Regions from separate parts of the Mus musculus genome. Here all the other regions are linked to region 4. A link is a contact called in public promoter capture Hi-C data. All regions are on one chromosome and are shown on one strand. Each heading gives the region's core, a stretch centred on a gene start, on an enhancer-like site or on the middle of the called end of the contact. The rest is flanking DNA. Distances are from core to core; before and after follow the strand shown.

The links. Promoter capture Hi-C pulls out the DNA fragments that hold promoters and counts their contacts.
Region 1: a promoter capture Hi-C map of pre-B cells shows a contact between it and region 4, with 2.8 times the contacts expected there. The contact joins the promoter of Usp42 here to the promoter of Trrap in region 4. A contact is called at or near these places in 3 of 39 promoter capture datasets (the 3T3-L1 cell line, pre-B cells and second pharyngeal arch cranial neural crest), 1 of 484 Hi-C or Micro-C datasets (pre-B cells) and 2 of 115 datasets of contacts at active chromatin or transcription factors (large pre-B cells and stem cell-derived neural progenitor cells).
Region 2: a contact with region 4 is called in a promoter capture Hi-C map of pre-B cells, with 6 times the contacts expected there. The contact joins the promoter of Fam220a here to the promoter of Trrap in region 4. A contact is called at or near these places in 4 of 39 promoter capture datasets (hippocampal neurons, liver and pre-B cells), 1 of 115 datasets of contacts at active chromatin or transcription factors (extraembryonic endoderm stem cells) and 1 of 9 other capture datasets (adipose tissue).
Region 3: a promoter capture Hi-C map of pre-B cells shows a contact between it and region 4, with 3 times the contacts expected there. The contact joins the promoter of Rac1 here to the promoter of Trrap in region 4. A contact is called at or near these places in 4 of 39 promoter capture datasets (embryonic stem cells, hippocampal neurons, liver and 1 more) and 1 of 115 datasets of contacts at active chromatin or transcription factors (embryonic stem cells).

Annotation. Positions count from the first base shown.
Region 1 is chr5:143,730,179-143,736,941 of GRCm38.p6, reverse strand. It overlaps Usp42 (ubiquitin specific peptidase 42), which reads left to right and starts at 4,662. Exons shown (of 18, transcript NM_029749.2): 1 at 4,662-4,779. Gm38737 (a long non-coding RNA gene) reads right to left here and starts at 4,487. Exons shown (of 3, transcript XR_868672.3): 1 at 3,090-4,487; 2 at 2,235-2,388; 3 at 1,511-1,884.
Region 2 is chr5:143,544,190-143,551,333 of GRCm38.p6, reverse strand. It overlaps Fam220a (family with sequence similarity 220, member A), which reads right to left and starts at 2,614. Exons shown (of 2, transcript NM_133703.5): 1 at 2,200-2,614.
Region 3 is chr5:143,525,425-143,532,364 of GRCm38.p6, reverse strand. Rac1 (Rac family small GTPase 1) reads left to right here and starts at 4,372. Exons shown (of 6, transcript NM_009007.2): 1 at 4,372-4,602. The coding sequence starts at 4,568.
Region 4 is chr5:144,767,177-144,774,559 of GRCm38.p6, reverse strand. Trrap (transformation/transcription domain-associated protein) reads right to left here and starts at 5,766. Exons shown (of 71, transcript NM_001081362.2): 1 at 5,713-5,766; 2 at 3,311-3,471; 3 at 2,903-2,952. The coding sequence starts at 3,410. Gm23995 (a small nucleolar RNA gene) reads right to left here and starts at 135; the gene lies at 7-135.

The DNA of each region.
Region 1 (6,763 bases), core at 3,413-5,912, 1.0 Mb after region 4:
AAGTAGTGCTTCCTGTCTTCGGAGTCTGAGCATTACAAGTCCCAGCTACTATTTGCCCTTGATTTGTTTATGGAGAGGGGACCCATGGTTCTCTGCATCCTAGGGAATCACTCTATCCTCTAAGCTCAGGGGTTACATCATCCTTGTGTCTTCCTTTCAGAAAGGCTCCATTACATTTCTAGTGTGCTAGAGGTTAGAGGACAATCGTACAGCACTTGTCTCCTTCTGCTGTTGTAGGGATGGAATTCAGGTCATCAAGCTTAGAGCAATGCCCTTGACCTGATGGGTCATCCTTCATAATGACAAGCTCACCTCTGTGCTTCTCTAGGAGACTCATTGGTGAAGGCAGCCCTCAGGACCAACACCACCAGGCCTGAAGACCGCTGACCCTCAGGGTTAAGTCTATTGCCGGCCTGCAACCAATTACATCTCCCCAGTTGAGGAAAATTCCTCGAGTCTTCTACATTACTTCCTCCAGTTTTGAGGTAAGTTGATCACTTGGTGTGTCTGCTGTCTTATTGCCCCCTTTCCAGATAACCTGTAGTATATTAAGGATGCAGGTGTCAGAGGCGGGGTGATAAAGACATCATAGCTCCAGGCAGCTCTGTAGGAGCTCTGGAAGGAAGTAACAGCAGCTCTGCCCAACAGGGCCTTGATCCGTGTCAGTTGGGTCAGGCGGGTGCCAGGTTGGAATAAGCATTAGAATGAAGACAAAAAGCACTGTGAGGTATGGGCTTGTAAGCCCAAAATTCAAGATGCTTACGTTTGATTTAGTCTGAGAAACAAAGAGTATTCCAGGATTAGTCTGGACTGTCAACAGCAACAACAACAAAAGTAGGATTTTGGGAGCGTCTTAGGAATAATCTTTACTGGCATTTTTTATTAAAAGTAACATAGGCGCCAGTCGTGGTGGTGCATGCCTTTAATCCCAGCACTTGGGAGGCAGAGGCAGGTGGATTTCTGAGTTCGAGGCCAGCCTGGTCTACAAAGTGAGTTCCAGGACAGGCAGGGCTACACAGAGAAACCCTGTCTTGAAAAACAAAACAAAACAAAACAAAAACAAAACAAAAACAAAAACAAAAGTAACATAGGCAGTTAGGCAAGATAGCACTGACAAATTGTAATAATTTTAGTGAAGACATAGTTGCCTGTCACTTGTTTTTCATGATTTAGTGGTAGCAACATACATATTTGACAGTGAGTGGGGTAAGGATGTTTTTGTGAATAGAACATCAGCTAGTTTGCTTTGTGGATGGAAGACATCCTCTTGGTATATAAACTGTCTTTCAACAGAGTCAGCTTCTGTAAGAGGGGGAGTCTCCCCAAGTCTGCAAAGTTGGTCAGGATGATGTCAAATGTCATAAGATACAAGTTGTAAGTTACATCTAGTGTTTCATATTTGCATACCCAGCACTCAGGGAGCTAAGGTAGGAGGATTGCTTTGAGTTCTAGGCTAGCCTGGGCCACAAAGTGAGACCCTGTCCCAAGAAATGTAACCGTGGATGAAGGAGATGGGTCCTTTATTGAAACAGTTTTACATTTATTTGGTGTTGGGGGTGTTGCACATCTGCTGCAGCATGCTTGTGGCGGAGATCACAGGACAACTGGAGGAGATTAGTTCTCTCCTTCTTCTAAGTTGGTCCCAGAAATCTAACTCAGGCCCTGAGGCTTTCAGCAAGCGCCTTTTCAAACTACTTAGCCATTTCACTGATCTGTCCACCGATCCTCCAGTAAAGTTCTGCCAAGCAGTAAGAACTGAGATAGATGGCCATAACTCATATGCAGCTGTGGTGACATGGACTTGCTTGCCTAGGTCTGAGGTGGTAAAGCCTTTATCGCCAATGAGTCTAGCCTTCTTGGCATGTTCCAGGCCAGTGAAAGTCACTGTCTCAAAAACAAAACAACACAATACAAAACAAAACAAAACAGGATCTAGTGATGCCTGAAGTTCTCCTCTGGCATGCATACACACACACACACACACACACACACACACACACCCTACAGATGGTGTACATGTTTGTACACCCCAGTTATCTCAGTTCTCCTGAGACTGGTGCAGGAGGATCTGTGGTTCAAAGTCAGGTACACAGCTAGTTTTAGGCCAGCCAGGACTATATGATACCCTTTCTCAAAAAAGCCTGCTGTCAGAGAAGGAATGATCCGGCCATGGCATACCTCTATTGCTTAGAGTGGTGGCTATGGTAAGAATTGCAAGGGGGCAATTCTCTTACCTCTGAGATGTCTGCACGATCTTCTAGAATGCACTCTGTGCTTTGGGAGAGCTACTTTCCAAGGCCACAGCAGACGACCTGAAGTGCTCTCGGCGGGAACAGTGTTTCAGGCATAGTTGCAGTGGTCTTCTGTAGATGCTGTCTTGCCCTTCCACTTCCAGGGAGTAGAGAGGGGACATAGCACAGGACATGTGGATCTCAGGGGTTTGATGGATGCCATCTAACCAAGCTCTCAGTTCAGTGTGACACACGAAGATGCCAAATGTTAACCTCTGTTCTACACACACACATACACACACACACACACACACACACACAGAGGAAATATGAGAGCTATTAACAGTTGACTTCCTAATGAGCATGCACACCTGCAAGTGTGTCCATACACATACTACACAAATATGGTAGCAGTTGAAAAAAAAAACCACTTGATGTTGACCTGTTTTTGACATACACACACTCAGACATATCACACACACGCACACACACACACAAAATGCTTTTATAGTCAAATTGTTAAGGTGACCTGAATTAAAGAACATCAAACTTTGTGTAAAATCAAAGCAGAAGTGAGGGCCATTTGAGAATGTTTTGTCCACTGGGGCCAAATTCTCTTTCTTCCCTCATTTAAATCTGTAAGCCCAGCACTTGCAGATTGAGGCAGAGGTTGTAGAGTTTAAAGCCATTATACAGAATAAGACCCTGCCTCTAAAAACAAACACCAAACCCCATTCTTAATAAATCCCAACAGGGGCGGGGTAAACTTCTGGGACCTCAAAGGGAAGTGTTCTGAAATACCATAACGTTTAGCTAGATAACTAGTCCCTCAGTTCCTCAGCATTTGAATTTAATTACCTGGAAAAGGCAAAGTACTGAGCAGGTAGTTCTAGTCGCACAAATTGGTCATTTTCCTTGAGATGGGGTCTCAGTCTATAGTCTTGGCTGACCTGGATTACAGACAGGATTTTACTCTGTAGTCCAGGCTGGCTTGAACTCATGGCAATCCTTCTGCCTAAGCTGCTGAATTCTAGGATCACAGACATGGGTTATTTTACCTTTTGCAAATCTCTTAATAATGGTCTACAGTGGTGAAATTCCATAACCATTTTTTGTAAAGAAAAAAGTTGTGGTGTTAATTTTGACAGGAGATGCTGAAATGTGAGCAACTAGGATTCTCTTTCTCCTTTTTAATTCCTCAAAGTACTTGAGTTTTTTGCTCCAAATACTCAATAGACATTTTATAGCCAACCTATAGGGACTGTAATGAAGTTGGTAGCATGAGTAGGTATAGGCTCCTGACCTCTTTATAATGTTAAAAGCTTAACATAGCATGCTGTGGCTGGAATAAATGAAAGGAAAAAGGAAATATGGAGTTGGGTGTTTTGTTTTGAGACTGGGAGTCCTTCTGTAGCACAGGGTGTCTTCAAACTTGTGATTCTCCTGTCTCAGACTCACCTGTACTGGGAATCATTAAAATGGGACTTTTAATGCCCAAGCTAAAGAGCTTAGCTTCTTCTTCTGATCTGTGTTTTAAAATAAAACAAAAAACTGTGTCCACAAGAGTATAGTGAAACCAGAGTGGAGTGCTGGAGGAGTCAGTTAGACTAGGCTTAGTGAGAGAGAAGGCAAGTGGGTGGTGGGCAGGACCACAGCTCTTTAGGTCAGTAGGGTGTAGTGAACTGGTGGTCTAGGGGGTGAAAGGTTTTGATCAGCAGTGAATGCTCTTCAGGGGTGTGTACTAAATGGGTACCACAGGCAGGCGCTGGAGGGGAGAGAATACAAGGATGAACTACTTTGTCCAGCCTCAGGATCCAGGAAGTAACAAGAAGCATGACTGTAGGACTGGGGCGCAGTTGCCTCAATCTGGAGAGCTAAGACTTGAAGTGAGACGTTGAGGGGGGTGCATGGTCTGCTCTTTAGCCTGGCAGGGCTACGTAAGGTAGAGACAGCGGAGGCCCCATCGCGGTGAGGGCCCGTGGATCGCAGAGCCCAGTGGCCTCGCCACCGTAGTCCGCAGGGCCACGCGTAGGAGAGGCATGAGTCTCCCGGGATGGGAGCTCAGGTGTACTGGCTTTAGGGCCCCAACCCGGGCCACTCCGGGAACTCTGAACGGAAGCGGCCCCTCCCCGCCCTGCTGCCGGACACCCAGCCAATCAGTGCATCCCGCCAATCAGGGCGTCGGACCAATCAGTGTGCTTTCTCCGGCGGAGCCCGGCGCTTAGCTGACGCGTGAGGCCAGCCCGCGCCCCGCCGCCCTTGGGCGACGGCCCCTCCCGCGTTTGCCCGGCCCGTTAGCTGCGCGCCGCGCCTCTTGCGCGACGGCCCCTGGGCGGCGGAGGCCGTGGCGGCGGCGCGTGCGGGCGCGGCCCTGGTGCGCCCCCTGGCGGCCCGGCCGGCAAGCTGCGGGTGCGGCGCTGACCCGGAGGCGGCGGCGGCGGTGCCCGGATGGAGGCACGTCATTGTCCCCCGCCGGGCGGCTGGGCTGTGTGCGGCGGCGGCGGCGGCGGCGGCCGAGGGGGATGGAGCGAGTGCCGAGCCGGGTCAGGTAAGCTCCCGCCTCCTTCCCGCCCGCTGCAGGCCGGCGTGGGGCCGGGCCGCGTGTCCCTGGTTCGCGGCCTCAGCCGCCCCGCCGCCTTCAGCCGGCCGCGGCCCGCCGGGACTAGCGCGGCCCCTCGCCCGCCGCCCCCTCTACAGCCGCCGGGCGGCCCGGGGACCCCACGGCTGCGGGACTGGCGCTGCCGCCGCCCGGCCGGGCCAGGCCCGCAGAGCAGGAGGCGGTGGCCACGGCGGGCGGGCTCGCAGCGAAGGCAGCGCCGGGGTTGCACGGAAGGGCCGGACCCCCCTGGTTGCCATGGCCACAGCGCTCCCACCCCCACCGGCCCCAGCCCGCCCCCTCGGTCCGCTGCTCGGGCGGCCGGCAGCTACCGGGCCGCCCGGCGCGTTTGGAGCTGCCGGGGTGGGCGTGTGCACGCCGGGACAGTGTAGCCGGCGTAGCCGGCGTCCGGGGCCCGCCCGCCGCCCCCCCGCGTGGCTGCCACCTCCGGCTCCAGGGCGCCCCTCGGAGCTCCGGGCTGGCCTCCCCGCCCCCACCCCACCCCGACAAACTTTCCCACCCGGGCGCAGTCCACTAGGCTCCTCAGCAGAACACCCGAGTTGCCCACGCCGTAGCGGAGCGGACACCCGCAAGAGAGGCGGACAGCCGGGGGTGTTGGGGTGGGGGGGAGGAGCCCCGTAGCTCTTTCCCCTCCGAAAAAGCGAGTGTGCCTTCCTCCCCCAGGCTCTTTATCTTTTGGGGCACAGAGAACCAACTTACCTGGAGGAAAGGGCGGGTGGGAGGGATCAGATTCAGATGTTTGAAATGAAAATTTGACGGGACCAAAGTTTTACAATCTAGGACTTTAACCTCCCTAGAATACAGTTGAGATTACTTTTGTTGAATAGCTCTTTTATATCTGAAGGCCTTAGGACTTGCTTGTTTGTGGTTCTTTCAAGTAAATACACTCAAGTAACAAAAAGTGTCGGGGAAACTAGTTAACGCCCCTTTTACAAAGTAACAACCGGATCCAGGTTCGCACAGCTGTTTATGGAGGAGAACTTTTCTTCAAAGCATGCATTTTAAACGTTCTGCTTTTACCATGTCACTCATTCAGATGCTTAGGTCTGTGAATAATGAGTTACACTTATTTGTTTTTACTCAGGGACAGTTTCACTTTCTTTTCTGTAATCATTGATTCAAGACTACAGTAAGTACTTGGTTTGCAGAGTTTTACGGCTAATCATTCTGTTTACCAAAATACAATTAAAAACCAAGTGGTGTCTTTTTTTAAAGTTTCTTAAAACTGAAATGTTACCAGAACTTGTATAATACTGTTTATGAAGAGTTCGCATAACAGGTTTTTTTTAATGCGTTGACCTTATTTCTTCAGTGTATGTGGGGGGACACAATGTGTACATAGTGATATTCTTTCTTAAAATGAGAAAGATAAATGTAGCCTGGCATTTACTTATCGTAAAAGAGACCTAAGCAAGTAATTAGTCTTGCACATTTATTCAGCTTTGGTCCCTGGTCAGGTTTCAAAATGGACTGTTGTAACTTTGTATATCATGAAAAGGTGTTGGGACTGGCTGGGCTTTGAGTAAGTAGTTACCATTCACAGGCCGTTTTGAACACTAACTGTCAGACGCTTCACTTAGACTAAAAACAGGAGCCATATGAACCTGTCTTACACAATATAGCTGGGTTTTAAGAAAGGTTGGCTCTTATAGGTGGAGTTTAGTTTGATCCCTGGTGACTTTAAGGTGATATTCATTGGCTGAATATCCAAGTGAAGAAGATAGATGGGTTCTGTTATTCTTGCCAGAATCAAAACAATGACATATTTCTGATGACTTGAGTTGTGTTTTCCTTAATATTTATCTCCTAAGCCTATCACAGCATCTTTGCTAGAATGAGTACGGTGTTTTGTTTGGTTGGTTGTTAATCATTGTATGGAAAGGTTGCTTGTCCCAGGAAAATCAAGGGGTTTTAC
Region 2 (7,144 bases), core at 1,365-3,864, 1.2 Mb after region 4:
ACACACACACACACACACACACACACGATGCCTCTAATTGACTAGTGTAAAACAGAATACACAAAATTTCAGGCTAGCAATTAGAATAGCCTAGACTCGAGAAGGGTACACAGAGAATTGAACACATGAGGACATTTTAGGGGTTTTGTCTCTTTAGATAGGGTCTCGAGACATAGCCAAAGGTGAGCCTGGGGCTGAGTCTCTTACCTCCACCCTTCAAATGCTAGGATTATAGACATGGATCACTGTACCTAGTTTATGCAATACTGGAGACTAAACCCAGGACTCTGTGCATACTAGGCAAGCACTCCACCTCCTGAGCTACAGCCCTAGCCCCGTTGTTTGTTTGTTTTTTGTCTGTTTGCTTGTTTTTAATGTTACAGAACACAGCAATCCAAGATATAACATTTTGTATTAAGTAAGCTCTTGTAGTCTTTCATGTAATTTTCTTTCTTTCTCTCTTTCTTTCCTTTCTTCTTTCCCCCCCCCCTTCACTTTCTCCTCCTCACTCCGGCCCCCACTTGCTCTGGCCCATAGGTTTTTTTATTTGTTTCTCATTACGGTTGGTTGTGAGCTACCATGTGGTTGCTGGGATTTGAACTCATGACCTTCAAAAGAGCAGTCAATGCTCTTAACCACTGAGCCATCTCTGCAGCCCTCATGTAATTTTCTAGCCAAATACAAATCATATGTAAAACTGGACACCAGATTCCAAAGTGGGACTGGATGGGTCCAACACAGACTGCAGACAACTTTTGCTTCATCACCAAAGGTTTTTTGTTTTTGTTTTTGTTTTTTGTTTTGTTTTGTTTCCTTTTTGAAAACTCTGAGCTAACTTGATGTTCACAAATCAGGAAGTCTGATTTCTCAAGTCTGATTTCTCTCGGAGGTGGTTACCAGATCTGGCAGAGACACTGGAGCCATGTTTCTACAGGTAGGTAATTGGCAGGAACACAGGCTTTCTGGTTGATCTCACTTCCCACACCCAGCACTCCACTCATTTGTGGCACCTGCTGTAAAGGCTTGACGGTTCTGCCCCATGGCCTGATATCACTTAAGATGCTACAAGCCCTGCTCATGCTTGTCTAACATTCACAAAGTCCCGAGTTGATCCCGGCAGCACCTCATAACCAGGGTGGTACACACACAACACCTCCCCACCCCCCCCCCAAAAAAGTAAAGAGATTCTGATATGGACCTCAAATTTGGTTTTTCTTAACTCCTTTTAACCAATTTTGATCAACATATTTGGCTTCCGATTTCATGTGGTCTGTGTCATGGACCATTTACACACACCAAGTCCATTACACTCCAACTTGACCCAACTGCAGAAAAACTAGGTAGCACTATACTGAACTGGCGCCTCTGCACACCAGGGAACAACATAAGCACAGTAAGGCTGGGGTTAGGGCTGGCAAACCAATGCACCCACCGGGTTCATTTCCAGAACCACAAAAAACCAAAAACAAAACAAAAACAACAACAAAAAACCTCTGTCAGATTACATGCTTCCCAGGGGTGGAGCCAAGTCCTTCCTTCCAACACAGCCTGTGACACTCCAAGGTGTGTAAACAGAATCCAAGTTCACTATGCAGCCTTTCTTACATTTTGAGACAGAACACTCAGGTCCGTAAGACCTCTCCGCTAGAAAAAAAAGCATTTTGTAAATTCAAGATAGAGAAATGTCAGTCATTTTCAGCAAATGAGGCCTCCAGAATGCTGATGCAGGCATGCTGTTAGTCCACGTCTAAACTGTTGCAGGCCTCTAAATCTGTTTTCCCTCTTTCTCTCTCATCTTCATCCCTATCGCCATTTCTAATCCCTGGTCAGAAGATACCGAAAACATTGGTCAAGACACCATTAACTTTCAACCTACAGTACAAGGATAATATAATATACCGTCACAAAGTTTGGGGAACCAGAATTCACAAAGGAACTCGCAGCTACAGGATCGCCAACAATTTGTCATTTTTGAGGACAAAGCGTCCTAAGGGACCTTCCTGTCATCTTTCCTTGGACCCCACCCCCAGATGTGGGAACCTACCTTCTGAAGCATCCTCTATGCAGAGTAGGGTAACGGGGGTGGGAGGGACGCGGTGTTTGGTTCACACTCAGCCTCAGGCTGATAGCATGAGCCCCTTAGCACCTGCATCCCGCCGAGCCAGGTGGGCAGGGATGCGGAGGGCGCGGCTCACCTACCTGCAGGCGCACGTTGAGCATCATGGAAGCCACGATGTAGAGGTAAGGAAAGTTGATGCGCAGCCGCCAAGCCAAGTCAAAGAAGATGAGCAGCGTGCGGGTCAGCCCCTTGCAGAAGACCCCATAGGAGCGGGCGGCGGCCGAGCGCGACAGCCGGACAGCCAGACCCGACAGAGCCGTCGCCATATAGAGATCCGCGGCGCCCCCACTGCCCGCCCGCCCTCCCTCTCCGCGCCCCGTCGCCCAAGGCCTCCTCTCCCGGGCCGCTGCTCAGCGCTCAGCGATCTCAGGGAGCAAGGGAGACCGCGGCGAGGCCGGCAGGAGGGCGGGCCGCGGGGGAGCCGAGTCTGCGCGTCACTCTCCGGAGGCGACTCCACCAGCTACCACCTGGATTCCCGGCCGGGCCGCGCGGCCTGACGTCACAAAGCCGGCCCGCGCCTGCGCAGGCAGCAGACTCCGCCTCCCGCCCCGCCCCGGGCCGCCCCGCCCCTCGGGCGGCTTTCCTGCAAGTGAAGTGCGCATGAGTTGGAGACTAGGGTTGGCTGCGTTGCATCTGGCGTCCTCTAATGGTGAAGAGTTGAGAATAACGACACAGGGAAAGTGGCGTGGTGGCGCTAGCCTGTTAATATTCCAGCACTCAAGAGACTGAAGCAGGAAAAACATGAACTCAAGGCTGGCTGCTCCTCCAGAGGACCCTCAGTTCAGTTTCCCGTACCCACACTAGGTGGCTCAAAATCCACCTGTAGCTGGCTCCAGGAGAGCCAATATCTGACCTTCCTGGGCATCTGCACTCATTCGCACACACACCACATCCAAATAAAAATCAATCTTTAAAATATAACAGAAAAGAGATGATGCCTGGGTATGGCCACAGGTACTTTATAACACACATATTCCTAAAAATGGTTACAGTGAGACCAGCAAAATGGTGAAGTAGGTAAAATGCACTTCCCATTGCTCCAGAGGATCTGAGTTCAATTCCTGAGACCCTCATGGTGGAAGAACACAAGTGACTCTAGGGTGTTGCCTTCTATGCTGCTCATTTATTTTTGTTAACGTGACACAAGATAGACCAGCAGTTCTCAACCAGTGGGTCGCGACCTCTCTGGAGACCGAACGATCCTTTCACAGTGGTTAGCCTAAGACCACCTGTATATCAGATATTTACATTACGATTCGTAAAATTAGCAAAACTAAAGTTATAAAGTCGTTGTGAAATAATTTTATGGTTGGTGGTCACCACACGAAGAACTGTATTAAGGGGGTCGCGCATTGGAAGGCTGAGAACCTCGTCTAGAGTTATCTAATTCCTAGAGTTATGCTGGAAAAAGGAACCTCAATTGAAAAACTGCCTCCATCAGGTTGACCTGTAAGCGATTCTGTACGGCATCTTCTTGTTTGGTGATGGGTGTGAGAGGGTCCAGGCCATAAAGGGTGATATCAACTCAGCAGCAGCCTCCTGAAACTGGAATAGCAACAGGTTAGCGCTGCCACGCCACGTTCCCTGTTATCCTCAGCTTCACCATTAGAGGGCGCCAGGACGCAACGCAGCAACCCCACTCTACGACTCACACATGTAAGAAAACAAGGTAAACCTGGTGGTCCGTGGTGGTGATGGTGCATGCTTTTAACCCCAGTACTCAGTAGACAGAGGCAGGCAGATCTCTGTGAGTTCGAGGTCAGTCCAGTTTTTAGACTGAGATCCAGAACAGCCAAAGCTACACAGAGAAACCCTGTTAAGAAAAGAAAAGAAATATAAGGCAAAGGCAAATAAATTCTTTTCTCCCCACCTTGTTTTTGGTAATAGTGTTTAGCACAGCAGTAGAAATCAAAAAACACATCTTCCCATCTCCTCCAGCCTGCTGTGTTACATGCATGTATACACACACACAAACACATAAACTAAATAAAATGTGACTTTTGTACTGGCTGGTTTTGTGTGTCAACTTGACACAAGGTGGAGTTATCTCAGAGAAAGGAGCTTCAGTTGGGGAAATGCCTCCATAAGTTCCAGCTGTGGGGCATTTTCCCAATTAGTGATCAAGGAGGGGGGGGAGGTCCCCTTGTGGGTGGTGCCATCCCTGGGCTGGTAGTCCTGGGTTCTATAAGAACTCCATTTTATGCCAGGTACCCATCTTGCTACACGCTAAGCTGTTTGTCTCTGATTCCAGCCCCTGGAAGATAAGTTCCCAGTAACCTTAACTCAGTGGCCCCCACCCAAAATGTATGGCCGTGACTATCTACTTGCTATGATATGACTATCTGCATTTCTGGCTTGATACAGCTTGCTTATACAGAAACTAGAGTTTCTTTAGCCTTCATGTAGACCCCCTGTAACTGTAGTTACAAATAGTTGTAAGTCACTATATGGGTGCTGGGAACTGAACCAAGGTCCTCTGTAAGAGCAGTAAGCATTCTTAACTGCTGAGCTATCTCTCCTGCACTATGAAAGTTGTTTTTTTTTTTTTTTCATGCTCATTTAGTTAACCTGAAGAGAATGATGCAGGAGGAGAGAATGGACCCACATGATCCAAGAAGTGGGTCAACAACTTTTTCTAAAGCTTAGGATATGGTGGTTCACACCTGTAATCGCAGGATTTGGGCAGCTGAGGCAGGAGGATTGCCTGGAGTTCCAGGCTAGTTTTAGCATTGTTACTTCCTCTGAATTGAAGCATTTCTTCCTGGAGGAGGGAGAACATCTCATGTAACGTGAAAGGCTTAGGGAATTTATACAACTTAACAAGGCTCAGGAAGGTAGAAAGTTATAGGATTCACAAGGCTTCTCTCCAAGGTTATATAAGCAGCCAGTAATTGCTGGGTAAAGAAGACTCCCTGAGTGGCTAAGCTCCCTAACACGTTGTTCAGTGAGCTTCAGGGATGCAGCTCTCCTGAGTCATCACCTATGTTGGGGTGAACTATAAGATGACATAGCAGCCTTTGAGTCACCCAGGTTATTGTAAGTCACCTACATTCCTGTAAGTAATTCAATAAACCCACTGATTGACTAAGCTAGAGTAAACAGGGAAGATCATTCCTTTGGTCTGTTGTCTGTGATTATCTGAGATGAATAGATAGCCGTCCACCTCTTCCCAGGGGAAAGTCACACAACGCTGAGCTAAACCAATAAAATTATTACAATGAAGAAGTCCACAAAATTGAGAGTTGTAGCAGGATTTCCCCCCGATTAGTTTAAATATTAATACAAGAAGCCTGTGATTGAACACGGGAAAGGGAGACGGAGCAAAGGGTTTCAGGGACAGGAAAGAGGAGAAGGAAGAAAGATGGAGGAAGAACAAGATGATCCAGAGTCCACAGGGCTTTAAATAGCCACAGGTAGCTCTGAATATCTTATAAGAGATGGATAATTACAGGACAATTTGTCTTATCTAGGTGGGCAATTTATATCATTATCAATTGGCTCAGAAAGTATTGTGTGGGCATCTTGTGAATTGAGAATTTATTGATATATAAATCTGACTGAGTAATTATAAGCTTCTAGAGTTTTGATTTACAGGGTTAAAGGGATTTGTGACAACTAGCTACAGGGGGTAGATGGCTGAGAAGGTACAGGCAAACTGGAGAAGGGAAGACTGCTGACTGGGGCTAACCAAGAGGCAGTGAGACCACCGGGCAGAGATTAGTTGGGAATAGTGTGGGATGGTGCCAATTTTAAAATATTTCCCTCAACAGAGATTATGGTATTTTATTTAATGATACTTTAGAAAGGAAGAGAATCTGTGTGTGGACAAGTTGTGGGACAAGTTACTTGGGAGGCTAAGGTGACAGATGACTTGAGTCCAGGAGTATAAGTCTTGCCTGGATTGCATACTGTCTCAACAACAACAAAACCGAGTGAGGTTGGAGAGGTGACTCAGCGGTTACAATAACTTGTTGAGTTCTTGAAGAGGACTAAGATTGGGTTCTCATCACCCCTATCAGGTGACTCACAACCAGGATACTCCAGCTTGACATGGAGGCGCCCTCTTCGGACACTGTGTACTCACGCTCACTTGTGGAACATGTCGGGGGAGGGCAAAGAAAAAGAATATCCTGTCCATCTTGACCCCAAGCAGGAGACCAGGGCCAAGGAAAGAACACCCTGTTCCTGGCTTGACCTGGGTTCCTGAGACGTAGAAATCCCTGTTCCTGTGACTCAGTGTTAATAGCCAAACAATACTTCTGTGTAGTAAGGATTTTGGTTTCTTAAAAAAAAAAAAAAAAAAAAAAAGAACAAACCCCAAACTGTTATGTTCTAATCCCATGTGGCTGCTTCAGATTGTCCACAGCCGCTATGATTTGTCTCACGCTCCAGGAGGGGCGTGATTTTTAGCCAGCTGTAGATAGTTGATGTTCAGCATTCTGGGGACTCCTAAGAGGGTATATAAATGTCAGAGCCCTAAGGGGCTGTGGTGGCAGCTGCTCCTCTCTGATGCTGGTTCTTGTGTTTGCTGCTTTTGCTATTGCTGGATTGCTCGTTTGCTGGTTGGAGATACTGTCATGACTGCTCCAAGGAACTCGATACCTCTAACTAGCAGGAAGTAGTCTAAAGAGGTCCACATCCCGTTTCCCCTCTAATCTTCTCTCCTACCTAGTGTTGGAGGTTGTACAGGATTAGGGCAGAATAAGGGTTGGAAGGGTGGTAGGTATAAACTGGCAAAAGTCACGCCCCTCCTGGAGCATGAGACAAATCCTAGTTAGTGGCTGTGAACAATCTGAACCCAGTGAAGTAGCCAAAAAGTCCTCCTTTCCTCTCAACCTTCTGCTGTCTCTATTCCTGCTCAGAAGCAGCCACCAGTCTGTCTCTTCCCCCAATGAATACTTTGTGTGAGATTTGTTGTGTGGTGTGACTTTTATGTTATCCCTTGGCTCCCAATTGCCAAGATACCCTTGCTCTGGAAACACCCTCTCATTGGGTCCCTGATTTGGATAGGCCCTCCTGGTGCCT
Region 3 (6,940 bases), core at 3,123-5,622, 1.2 Mb after region 4:
GAGGCAGAGGCAGGCAGATTTCTGAGTTTGAGGCCAGCCTGGTCTACAGAGTGGGTTCCAGGACAGCCAGAACTATACAGAGTGTCTTAGTCAGGGTTTCTATTCCTCCATAAACATCATGACCAAGAAGCAAATTGGGGAGGAAAGGGTTTATTCAGCTTTCACTTCCACATTGCTGTTCATCACCAAAGGAAGTCAGGACTGGAACTCAAGCAGGTCAGGAAGCAGGAGCTGATGCAGAGGCCACGGAGGGATGTTTCTTACTGGCTTGCTTCTCTTGGCTTGCTCAGCCTGCTCTCTTATAGAACCAAGATAACCAGCCCAGAGATGGTCCCACCCACAAGGGGCCTTTCCCCCTTGATCACTAATTGAGAAAATGCCTTACAGTTGGATCTCATGGAGGCATTTCCTCAACTGAAGCTCCATTCACTGTGATAACTCCAGCTGTGTCAAGTTGACACAAAACTAGCCAGTACACAGAGAAACCCTGTCTTGAAAAACAAACAAACAAACAAACAAACAAACAAACAAAAACCAAAAACCAAAAAGAAACCCTAACTTTTTTTTCCGTTTTTCTTTGTGTGCCCATGTGTTTGCTGGTACCCATAGAGTCCAGGAAAGGGCATCAGAGCCACAGTTATGGGTGGTTGCAAGCCACCAGAAGTGAGTGTGGGGAGGGACTCTTACTCCTGTCCTCTGTAAGAAGAGTGCCTGCTCTTAACCCCCAAACCATCTTCCAGTTGTATAAATCTTTATTTTAAGGATTCTTTTAAAAGAAAATGTATATGTGACGTGCTAGGCATGGTGGTGCAAGTCTGTGATCCAAGCACTCAGGAGGCAGAGCTGGCGGATCTCTGAGTTCAATGCCAGGCCTAGTCTCTATGGCAAGTTCCAGACTACCCAAAGCTACATAGTCAACAAATAAACAAAAAACTCCTCTCTCTCTCTCTCTCTCTTTCTCTCTCTCTCTCTTTCAGACAGGGTTTCACTATGTAGCCCTGGTTGGCTTAGAACTCTTCATGTAGACCAGGCTGGTTTAATTCACAGACATCCACCTGCCTCTGCTTCTAAAGTGCTGGGACTAAAGGCGTGTGCCATCACACAGTGCTAATTTTTAAAAGTTACATTTGTGTGTGTGTGCACTGAGGCACCTGCCGTGCAGGGAGCAGGCACTCAGGACTCAGAGGACAACAGAGAGGAATAGGTTCTTTCTTTCTTTCACTACACTGCTCCTGGGGATGGAGCACGGGCTGCCAGGCTCGACAGTAGATACTTCTTGCCTTGATAAGCCATCTCACCAGCCTTCCCAGATTTGTATTCTATAACACTGGGGTGGGGGGCAGTACAGAGAAGGCCATCCCCTCCTGTCTCCCTCTTAATGTCACCATTGTCACGGCCTGTCAGCGGAACCCCGTGGTCAATAACAGTGCTGGTTTGTTCATTTGAAGGAAGTAGCCATGGGCACAGACTGTCTGTGGGCTGTGGCAGTTTCCCTGTCGTCTTGTGGGCTCCCTCCTGGTCCTCCTGCGGGAGCTCAAGTTTCTTTCTGTCTTTCATAACTCTTTTTTTGTTTTGTTTTGTTTTATTTCCTTCTCCTAGAAGAGCATATGCTCCAGACGTTTCCTTAAGGCCTGGTATCTGGGAGGTAATCCTTTCTGAGAACTTATTTATCAGAAGACATTCTTACTTTATGCAACTGATCAAGGATTTTTGGCCATGTGAGGAATTCTAGCTTAAGCATAATTTTTCTAAAATGTTTTCATTTATTTTTGTTTGCTTTTTTTGAGACAAGGTCTCACCATGTAGACCAGGCTGGCTTCAAGCTCACAGAGATCTGCATGTCTCTACCTCTCTACCTTCTAAGTGCTGGGAGCTGGGATTCAAAGTACAGTATGAACCACCATGGCCAGCCTAAATAGCCGTTTTTTTTTTTTTTTTTCTTTTCTTTTCTTTTTTTTTTTTTTTTTTTTTTTGGTTTTTCGAGACAGGACTTCTCTGTGTAGCCCTGGCTGTCCTGGAACTCACTTTGTAGACCAGGCTGGCCTCGAACTCAGAAATCCGCCTGCCTCTGCCTCACAAGTGCTGGGATTAAAGGCTGCGCCACCACCACCCAGCTTTTTAATTAATTAATTAATTGTTTTGGTTCCTTTTTTAAAAATGTACTCATTAAAACACTTTTATTTTACATTTTATTTTGTGTGGATGTCTGATGAAGACATGTACCCCAATGTGTGTGTGTGTGTGTGTGTAAACCAAACAATAACTTAAGAGTGTCAATTCTGTCTTTCTATTCTGTAAGTCCTAAGGATTGAACTCAGTACCTCAGGCTTGATAGCAAATGCCTTTGTCTACTGAGCCATCTCACAGGCCCAATTTGTGTGCATACAAAGACTCAGAGGACAGAGTTCTCTCCATCCACCTTTACCTGGGTTGCAAGGAGGGCACTCGAGCTACCAAACTTGCATCGCTGGACGGCAAGCACCTTTACTTCTTGAGCCGTCGTCCTGAAGGCGTTGTCCCTCAAATGGAACTGCTGAGAAACCCAAAGCCATTCTAAATTCCTGTCTCTTTAAGACTTTGTTTTCTCTTTGGAAGCCAGAAGGGTCTTATGTGTTCACATGGTTCTGAAGTTTTACAAGTTTGTACAGTGCAGTGGGGCAGATTTCCTTCCCTGTGGGCATTATCTATCTGTAAATGGTTTATCCTCCAGGTCTGGGAAATTCTCGTGGAATAGTTCCACAGATGCTTCCCTTAAATTTTTTGTTTTGTTTCTATTTTTTGTTTGTTTGTTTTATTTTTTTACTGTTAGGATATTAGGATGGCTGGAATTCCTGGTCTGGTTTCTTTTCTTTAAAAAAATATTTTAGATTTTGTGTCTGTGCTCACGTGCACACACGTGAATGAATGCAGGTGTCTCAGGGGGCCAAAGGTGTTGGATCGCTCTGGAGCTGGAATTACAGGTGGCTGTAAGCCATGTGATTCAGGTGCTGGGAACCTAACTCCAGTCTACTGGAAGAGCAGCTTGGCCTCTTAAGCTCCAGGAGGAGGGAACTTGCCAGGCAAGTGTGAGGAACAGAGCTCCAATCCAGAAACTAGTATACTAGGAGGGTACGGTGACTCACCTGTAACTCCGGAAGATAAAGATGGGATCTCCAGGGCAAGCTGGTTGGCTAGATTAACTGGAATTGGCCAGTTTTGTGTTCAATGAGAGATCTTACTTCAATATATATAAGGTGAACAGCAACTGAATACACCCAGTGTCAACCTTGGTCTTCTATACACATGTGCACCACACATGTGCCCACACATGAAAACATGCACACACACACACACCACAGATAACCAAAAATATCTTTAATGTTCTTGTCTTCTAATAGGCTACCTTATTTGTGAATGAATTATATGCTTACCCTATCATATCAGCAATCTTTAAAAGAATTCTTCTGACCTTTATCCTTCTGTTTATTATTTTAATGGTATGTATGTTTTTTTTTCCTTATATTTTTGTTTATTTAGTGCTCCCTCCCCACCCCCCACCCCTATTGAGAAAGTCTCATGGTAGGTCAGGTTAACGCTGGACGCTACATAGCCAGAGGTCAAACTTCAGATGTTTCTGCTACCTCCAGTCCAGAGCTGGGATTCCAGGTATGCACTACCTGATATATACCACATCTGTTTCATACCGTCGTGAGGTTCAATCCTAGGGTTTCATATCTGTATCTGCTCGGGGAAGCACTCTACCAATTGAGTTGCATATCCAGAGGTTGGACTTGAGGTTGATCCCCAGGATTCTACTGCTTCCGCCCACCAAGTGCTGGGATTACAGGTGAGCCACCAGGGCAGGCTGTGATGTGCTAGGGATGGAGCCCCAGGCTGTACATGCCGGCAAACATTCTGACTTGGCTACATCCCTAGCAGTTTCTTTTTTGAGACTGGATCTCACTGTGGCACGAGCTATACAGAATTTTCTAGCAGGATCTTACGCTACAGCATACTGTAGTTATCACATAACAAGGGGGCTCAGGAATCTCTCCATGGAGTTGGCACAAGTAGGTTGCGAGCGAACGGGACCCTACCACTGACCCGAACCCGTAACCCCAGGATTCAGAGGGCTTCCTAAACCTGGTCACAACCGGGACGCTTTAGCGTGCCAAGATGGCGGCCGCCCCGCCCCGCGGCCGCCGAGCCCGTTCTCCGGCTGGAGCCGACTGTTGCCGAGCTTTCCCGAAAGCCCGTGGAAGCCAGGAACGGCGCGGGCGGGCGCGCGGGCGGGCGGGAGCGGCCCCGCCCGGAGCCTGGGAGCTGCGTCGACGGCACCGAGGGGGAGGGGAGGCCGGATGTGAGTGGAGCGGCCATTTCCTGTTTCTCTGCAGTTTTCCCCAGCTTTGGGTGGTGGCTGCTGCTGCGCTTCGCCTTCCCGTGCGCTGAGGGCCCGGCGGCGTGGACAGCAGTCCCGGCACTCGGCGCCCCGCCGCCCGCAGCCTCGCCCAGCGCTTCCCGAGCCCGCCGCTTCGCGCCTCAGCCACCGGCCGCCGCCGCCGCCGCCGCGGCCCACCGAGCGGCCCAGATGCAGGCCATCAAGTGTGTGGTGGTGGGAGACGGGTGAGTGCACGGCCGCGCCTGGCGCTCCGGACCCGGTGCCGCGCGCAGCGCCATCGGGGGCCCCCGCAGGCCCGAAAAGCCTCGAGCTGGCGTAGAGCGCGCGCCCGGCCTTCTGGGGGGCGCGAGCCTCCCACCCTCCCGGGCCTGGTTCCGGATTCTGGTTGGGGGAGGGCCTGGGCGAGCCGGCCGGAGGGAAAAGTGAACTCCACCCTCCTGCCTTCTTCCCGGGCCGGACGCCGCCCGTCGCCCTACTCGACTTGGCACGTAGGCGAGGCTGGTTTGAAGAATTTTTCTTGAAACATTTTTAAAAAAAATTTTTGTCTTTTGAGAAAGGGACGTATAGTTTCTTCATTTACTCAGGGTACCCCCTCGCACCCCCCCCCCCGAGAACTGGGATAGGTAACGGCCTCCAAGTCGGCCGGCCCTGGTCGATGCATGTTTGCACCAGTCACTTGGGTGACCTGGAACTTGGGAAAGGGCTCGGTTGCTTCGACTTGACAGGGTGTTTATAAAAATATTCATTTTCACACTTACGCCGAGAAAGTTACTGGGATGCTAGCTGAAGGAGTGTGATGAAGACTGTCCATTGAACGAAGTGTGGTTATTAAAAACAAACAAACCTTCTCTGAAGGCATTAGATATGGATGTAGCAGATCCAGCTCCCTGTGACTCGAGGCAATTCTTTTCGTGATTGACCGTGATGGTTTCAGGCCCTTGAGGGAGACAAGACTGGTCTTATGCAGTCCGTCCCGTTCCCCCCACCCCTTCGGTAGAAACAAGAATCTCAGTGTAATCGGAGCAAAATCGCGCGTCTCAGCGTAGCTTGTGTAGGTTCGTGTTAACGAGGAAGCTTGGAGATTTACCACCCGTTTCCTCAAACGCAGAGTGCAACTGGTCCACTTTCTAGTTCAGTCGAGTACGTTGCCAAACTTGCTTAATGCCTTCCACACTTGCAGTGAGCACTCGCCGCCCATGGGTTTATGAGCCCGTGGATTTATGAGCGATTGTTCAGCGTATTTACAGAACTCTACATTAGACTTTGGGATCGTCCCTGTAACTAAGTCAGCCAGACGGTCAGAGAACTTTATTTTTCTGCTAACATGTCTGTCTGTGGGATTTGTCTCGGAGACAGGAAGTCTCATGGATACGGTTCAATGTATTTAACGACACACTGGAATTTCATTGAGTAGGAATGTCAATGGTGCTTTCCTTTCACCTCCTAAAAGAAAGCTTTGTCACTTGGGGCACTTAGTTTGATAGTGAAGATGTTGTATTGTGGGGCCGGGGTCTTTTTGTGTAAATCCTAGTTTCTGACTGCCTTGGTCCCAACTCCATGATTCTCCTGTTAGGAGGACATGGACATAGGCGTTGGGCTTACAGGTATGAGCCACAGGTCTGCTTTAAGTGAAGGCAAGATGGCTGGGTCTGTCTGTCTGTCTCTCTTTTTGTATTGCGGTTGAACTATAACATAGCACCTTGCTGGGGAACGTTTAAAACTTACCTGAACTTTCCTTGAAAAGTTAAAAATGTTTCACCAGCAGTTTGTGGGCTGGGGAATACTACCACATTCCTAGTGTTTTAATAAGTTAAATTGCTCTGTCACCATCCTCTTTTCCTCCCAGAGCTTAGGGACCAAGGGGAGGAAGAGAGATTATAAGAGTCAGAGGTCAGGGACACCCAGCGGAAACAGTATTTTCTAGATTCCACTTGTGAACTCAGCAGCAGCTGTATAAGATCCTAGCCCAGGGCAGAGAGGGCCTAGGCTGAGTCGAGATGGGCCCTTGATGCTTCTAGGGGTGAGCCAGTCAGTGTTCTCTATGGATGTGGTCCTTGAGGGAAACTAGCCCCAGTGTGAGGCCTCACACTGTTGAGTCTATGGATGGGCAGCACAGATTGGACTAGGTGAGTTTTTAGGGCTGGGGTGGAGTTGGAAGGAAGTAGGGATGACTATGAAAAAGTACATTGAAAGACATCTCAAGACAATTACTTTTTAAAAAGGTAAATTGCTGCTGATCCAAACCCAAACCTTAGTGCTTGGGAATTCCTAAGACCTGACATGCACATGCAGCAGGTATGCCAGCACTCATTCTGTAACCCCCACCCCCAGCTGGGCCTCAGGGCCTTAGGTTTCCTGGCACGTCTGAACAGCTGAGATACGTCTTAGCCTGTTGCTGGCTTTAAAAAGAAAATCTAGTAAAAACGTGTAGAATGCCTCCTGTAGGGTTCATTTGGATTGCCACACCTTTCTTTTTCTCCCTACATTTTTTAATGTGTATGGGTGTTTTTGTGTGTATGTCCGTGCCGTATGTTGATGCCAGCAGAGGATCTCCTGAGACTG
Region 4 (7,383 bases), core at 4,517-7,016:
CAAGAAAACTGCCTTCAAAGTCCCTCAGGGCAACCACCTAAGCAACAGGCAGCCTATTCTCAAGGAGGCAGCTGCTTCCAGCTTTGCACTCCACATTGCCACCACAAAAGGAATTTTCTGCTTAACTGGCTGCAGACTTTTTCAATTTTTAAGACAGAGTCTGATGATGTTGCCCTACTATGGTCAACAGGCACATGTCACCAAGCATGCTGTCATTGAGTGTAAACATTACTTAAATGTCACTTCCGGTCAAACAGTTTGCTGTTACACGTGGGCAGTAGCCTCAAACGTTTTGTGCTTACTACGATTTGTTTCTATTAAGAGGCAGGCTGGTGAGACAACTCATCAGGTGAAGGGGCTAGCCGCTGAGCAGCCACCTTCCAGGGACCCCCACCGTGAGGGAGAACTGACGCCCCCTTGTCTCTGGCCTCTGTATGCGCCGGGCATGCACATAAACACACAGGTACAAACTCTAAGTTTTTTAAGATGCTACGTTGACTAACCGACCTATCCCATCTATGTCTGTGTGAATACATGCAATGATGTCCAAATAACAAGACTGCCAAGTGGCACGACTCTCAGAATGTACCCCTACCTTTACATGCACGGCTGTTCAAAGAGTAAAGCAAACAAAGGACGTGCTGTGTGAGCAGTTGGGAAGTAGGCAGAGAAACAAAATTCAAGAGCACAGTGAAAACCTACAACTAAAAGTGACTTGGAAAACACACAAAAAAGTAAACCGAGGGGCTGGTGAGATGGCTCAGTGGGTAAGAGCACCCGACTGCTCTTCTGAAGGTCCCGAGTTCAAATCCCAGCAACAACATGGTGGCTCATAACCATCCGTAATGAGATCTGACACCCTCTTACGGAGTGTCTGAAGACAGCTACAGTGTACTTACATATAATAAATAAATAAATCTTTTAAAAAAAAATTAAACCGAAAATTTAAAGGTAGTTTGGAGATAATAGTATCCCTAAAGACAGACCCTCCTAAAGAGAGAGAGGGATGGATGGTTCAGCGGTTAAGAAAGCTTGTTACTCTTGCAGGGACCTGGGCTGACTTTCCTATACCCACATGGCTTCTCCCAGCACCTTTAACTCCACAAACTCCACTTCCTTCCCGGGGGTTGACGCCCTCCTCTGGCCTCCGCAGGCACTGCATGTATGTGGTGCACGTACAGACACACACTCAGGCCTTCATACACATACACAGACAATGAAAAGTCTTTATCTTTTTTTTTTTCCAAAAATCAGTATTTTTCCAGTTAAAAAACAAGTCAAAGACCATTTGCAAACAGAGTCTGAGGGATCAGTGAGATAATGTAAAATCATAGAAATACAAGAAACTCAGAAAGGAATGATTGCTCTTTCAAGGTCACCGACATCTTAAGTTCTTAAAACCAGAAATGACAGGCAACCCGTTATGTCGGATGAGCTAACATCTGAACATAATGAATCACAAGGTAAACTTGAATGTATCCCAGTGAAAACATGTAACAAAGCCAACATTCCAAAACACATCCTTGAGCCTCTTCACCAGGAAGATGGGCAGAACTGTGTACAAAGTTTCAAACTCCTTTGCACTGATGCCTTAGGGCGTGGTAAACGGCTCAGCGGTAAAGACTGTTTATGGCCAAGCCTGAGGAAGAATCCACACTGTGGAAGGTGAATTGTTCTCAGCTTGCCCAAACATACACATACAAGTAAAAAATAGATTTAGAAAAAATACAGACTTCTTTCCAAACCCTTTCACACTATAGCCCAGGCTGGTGTTGAATAATTCCTGCCAATCCCCCTGCTGTAGTTTTCCCACTCTGGGATTACAGGAGTATGCCAGGACAGGACAGCCTTTATTATCAATGACCTCTATCTTAGTCAGGGTTTCTATTCCTGCACAAAAATCATGATCAAGAAGCAAGTGGGGGAGGAAAGGGTTTATTCAGCTTACATTTCCATATTTCTGTTCATCACCAAAGGAAGTCAGGACTGGAACTCAAGCAGGTCAGGAAGCAGGAGCTGATGCAGAGGCCATGGAGGGATGTTCTTTACTGGCTTACTTCCCCTGGCTTGCTCAGCCTGCTCTCTTATAGAACCAAGACTACCAGCCCAGAGATGGTCCCACCCACAAGGGGCCTTTCCCCCTTGATCACTAATTGAGAAAATGCCTTACAGTTGGATCTCATGGAGGCATTTCCTCAACTGAAGCTCCTTTCTCTGTGATAACTCCAGCTGTGTCAAGTTGACACAAAACCAGCCAGTACAACCTCTGAGTCAGAAACAAAATAGACTTGACAGGGCTGGAGAGACGGAAGTGCTTGCCACATGAGCCTGAAGATACCCAGAGTCTACGTAAGGGTGAAGGGGAAGCAGAAAGCCAATACCTCACGGGCAGCACAGTGCTTCTGGGCTCCCCTCTCCAAATGCACCAATGCATAACAATGATACATAGAACTGACAGAAGTCTGACAACAGGGCTGGCAGGATGACTCAGCAGGTCAAGCTGTCACCAAATACACATGACAACCTGAGTTCAATACTCAGAAGCCACGTAAAGGCAGGAGAGTGCCACTTCACAACGCTGGCGCAACTTCTATGTAAACACTGTGGTAGTATGTACACACACACATCTTATACAGCAACAATAATAAAAATACATTTGTAAAAACATTGACAGCAAGGACAGGAGAAAGCATGGATAACAGAGGAAATTGCAGGGCTGTTGAAATGTCCAGAGTTCAATCCCCAGGCCCACAACGATGGAAGGAAAGAGCAGACTCCCTCAGATTGTCCTGTGACAAGCACACAGCGCCTATGGCATGTGTCAGCACGTACACAGACCTAAAATAAGTATAATTTAAACAAAAACAGAAGAGAGGGAGGGGTGGGGTGGGGATGCTCATACCTCAAAGTTCTCGCTGACTTCCTGCATCATTTTCAACTTCGTTTCATCAGCTGTAAATAGTAAAACAGTCAGCTCATTGAAACTGCCTTAGGGAGGCTTCAAAAATCACTGGATTTAGGGACTGAAGAGAAGCAATCAGATCTTATCAGTTTGACTGTCACAGCCCAGAAGATGGCACAGGGCTAGGTCCCTACCACCAGTCACACACATCCATCCTCCCAGACTCACGTGTGCATGCACAGACAAGGACACACATACACACAGGCAATCTGGCACACACACTTGTGCCTCTCTGTGGCTCCAGCAGTATTGTTCATCATTGTGCTTCTCCACAAGGTAGACGGGGAGACCAAGGACAAACACTAAGGTTTGCTCTTCCTCTCAGTGTGCAAAAAAGGACAGACTCACGTGTATTCACATCCGTGAGAGCTGCCACAAACTGAAGGTATTTCTTCATCAGAGTGGTTTGGTCGACCACCGTGGCCCCCTGGGTTGCAACGAACGCCATCTTTCTTCTGAGTTTGTGTTTTTCTCAAGCCTGAGCTGCCAAGTCCATGAGTTTATCCAGCCTGTGAAGAGAGACATCCCGTCAGCAGCTGGCAGGGACATGGGGAGCTTGTAACCTGTGAAATATTTTACCTCAGTACTTTCTAAAATTACATTCATATTTTCATTGTGTTTGGGGGGGGGGGGAGGTTCCTGTGCCTTAATAGATGTATTGAGGTCAGAGGAATCACACAGAGGTCCAGGGACTCGAACTCAGGTCATCAGGGCTGGTGATTGGAACCGAAACCTGCTGAGCTGTTCCACTGCCCAAGCTCTAAAGGATTTGCGGAAATCACTGTTTTCTGTGGGTTGTTTTTGTTGTGGACAGTGTGTCCAAATGCACTGTTTCAACATCATTCTCTTCAACATGGAAGCTTTTCTTTCCCGTTACATAGCCTTCTTTCAACAAACCAGGAGATCGCAAACGTTTTGTACAACGAGCTGTGCAGAATGGAGGGAGAGCTGGGGCTATAGCTCAGTGGAGAGAGGGTTTGCCTAGCATGTTTATGAAGCCTTGACCTTGATTCCCAGCCCTGCATAAAGCGGAGTAATCCCACAACCTCTCCAGCACGGGAGAAGTACAGATGGGGGCCTGGGACACATAAGACACTATCTCCAAAGTGTCATGGAGGAGGTGGGGGGAGCCACACAGGAAATGTTTGAATCTTTGTAGTTGTGCAATGTCTACCCAGTTCCCCAGCACTCAGGAAGGAGTCACTAACACATAAATGAATGACAACAGCGGTGTTCAAAAAACAAAAAAACAAAACAAAAAGGAGGGCTTAAGGACACCTTTTGCATAATCTGAATTCATCATGAAATACTACTCTTCTTCAATACTCCCCCCATCCCACCCCAACCAGTTTAAGAAAATATAAAACCAGCTAAGCATGGGGGCAAATGGTTTTAATCCCAGCACGCAGGGGACAAGAGGCCAGCCTGTTGTACATAGTGAATTTTAGGCTAGTCAGGGTTACCTGAGACCTTGGGAAAATATACACACTACATCATGGTAGAGCCTTGTCCTGGGTTTTATCCCCCAGTATTGTATAAATAATAAACTATTCTCCTAAGCATTACCTCAAAGACTGTGGATCTTATCTACAGTCGAGGCACAAAACACAAAGCATGCTTTTTATCATTACATTTTCTTAACTGGGGTGGAAGAAGGTGTGTGCCACACAGCACATGAGGAAGTCAGGGGACCACTTGTGGGACGTCTGTTCCTTCCATCCACCGTGTGGGTCTCAGGGATTGAACTCGGGTCATCGGGCTTGGCAGCAAGCAACCTTTACCCACTGAACCAACTCACCGGCCCCAAAGCATACTTTAAAAGCACCACAGTGACTTGGAAAACAGGAACGTTGACTCCTGGCTCATAAGGTAAAGCGCTTGGAGCCAAACCTGGAGACCTATCTTGATATGTGACCACAGGGTGGAGGGGGAGAACTGAGTCCCACAGGCTGACCTCTTAGCTCCACATGCATGCCGAACACACATACACAAACAAGCAAATGCTTAAAAAATAAAAAGCTGAGTGTGCCAGTGCACGCCTTTAACCCCAGGACTCTGTGGATCTCTGTGAGTTCTAGACCAGCCAGGCCTACATAATACCAGAGACCCTGTTCCTAGGGAGAGAAGAGAAAAGCTAAGGATACTATCAGCCTTGCTACCGTGACTTGGCAAACTCTTGCTTTTCCTATCAGAGTTCCTCCTTCAAACACTGGAGGTCCCTCATACTCACCGACTATTAACTAGACTCAGGGTCAAGGCATTCTTAAGAACAAAACAGAAGCCCTAATCCTGGCCAAACTTTTTATCTAGCTTTTCTGCTGTGGAGGCGGTGTTGTGTAGCTCGGGTAGGAGGAGCAGGCTGATGTAGATGTACGGTTGGCCTTGATTGTTGAGCTTCCAGCCCCGACCCCTGACAGGCCTGTGTACCATCACCCCAGGGCTAGGAGGTTCTGGGGAATCGAACCCAGGGTTTGGTGTGCTAGGGGGACACTCTACCCTCTGAGCTATAGCCCAATCATCTGCGCAAACTTTTGCGACACTTAATCTCCTTTTTATAAGCCACTCAGTAAAAGTGCCACTTCCGAGCTCCCACCCGATCCTCCCAGGGACCAGGCCTAGCTTCTCCCTGGGCCAAGAACCTGAAAGCAGGGGGCTACCCTATCCGCCTGTGGATTCTGGAAGGAGGTTCTGAGCTTTTCGAGAGGATATGGATTCAGGCCTGGATGCCCTCGAGCCCACGGAGTCCCCACCCAGGTAAGGAAAAGGCAAACGGCCCCACAGCCCGCCGTCCTCCATCGGGTCCGCCCCGCCCACGACGCCCGGCTGGCTGGACAACGCGCCTCCGGGCCGCCAGGGGGCGCCGTAGCCGCCGCTACCTTCACTCTCAGCGTCTGGCCCAGAGAGCCAGGAGCCTGCGTGGAGGCCCGCAGATGCCAGGATGGCTTTGGTGGGGTGCCGCAGCCCCCTCGACTCCTCACTCAATCCCTTCGCGTCGCAAACGGCCTTCGGGTTCCCTCCTTTTGTCGCCGATCCTTCCCGGGACTCTCAGCGACTGCCCCCCAGCAGGCCGCTGAGCTACGGCAAGCGCCGAGGGCCAACCTCCGCGGCCGCTAGCGCTGCGCGTCCCTCCATCCGCTCCAGCGCAGCCCGGCGCCGCGGAGGACTAAATGCTGCAGTGTGGCTGATCTAGTTTAGGAGGGCTCCTGGGGGGCCGGAAGGACCTCGGTCAAGCAGGGACAGCCTTCTCCACTTCTCCGTGGAGCCGTCGTGCTGCACCGACTCTCTCCCACGCCTGAGACACGCACGCGCGTGCATCTCCCGGGACCGTTCACCCGCCCTCCCTTGCGCTTACCGGGACCTGCCGACTAGCCCCCAGCATCCGGGCCCGAGTCCCCAAGAACTCTCGCCGCCGACGCCGCTGCTGCTCCTCGCTCAGTCCCGCCCCGGCTTAAAGCCGCGGCGTCCGCCCACCAGAACTAAGCTCGGGCGCACCGCCCCCAAGTGGGTGCGGCCTGGGCGGGCAGCGGGGCAGGGAGGGGCGGTCTGCCGCCTTGGGTGGGCGTGCTGTCCTTTTAAATCATCGCCTGGGTGACCTATCTGCTGAGCACCTAGGCCGGTGGGGCTCTGGGCTGCTGCAGCTTCAAGATTCGTCATCGCCTCCACACCCAACCCCGTGTCCCTTTTCCTCGCAGGAACCAGACTGAAGGGTGATTGACACCCGAAATACCTCTCCAGTTGGTTCACTGTGTGTGTGTGTGTGTGTGTGTGTGTGTGTGTGTGTGTGTGTGTGTGTGTGTATGTGTGGCCTTCAGGGCTGGACTTCCTTCCCTGAGATTTTATTTTTCCTCTTCCAGCAATGCTGGGTGTTGAACTTAGGGCTTCACATCCACTAGGCCAGCTGTGTGTGTGTGTGTGTGTGTGTGTGTGTGTGTGTGTATGTGTGGCCTTCAGGGCTGGACTTCCTTCCCTGAGATTTTATTTTTCCTCTTCCAGCAATGCTGGGTGTTGAACTTAGGGCTTCACATCCACTAGGCCAGCGCTCTATTGCTGATCAGCCGCCTGAGAGTGAAGTAGTTCCTGCAAGACTTTAATCACAGCACTGGGGGGGGGGGGGGGGGGGGGGGCCGGGGGGGGGGAGGCAGGCGGATTTCTGAGTTCGAGACCAGCCTGGGATAGGGGCAGATAGACTGACATCCAGTTGGCTTAAAGGCAAACTCGGGTGTTATGCTGCTAGGTCACCCTGAGACAACTACATTTGTCCCGCTTGTAGCTGATGCCCTCCCTTCAAGACAAAATTGGAAGGTGACAGACCTCAAGCCAAGCCAGAGCGGTGAAGAAACGTGGTGGGGAGTAGGGGTATCCTGTGATACCCAGATGAGGACGAAGGTCTTTCTTTGAAAGGGACAACTCAGCCGGGTGTG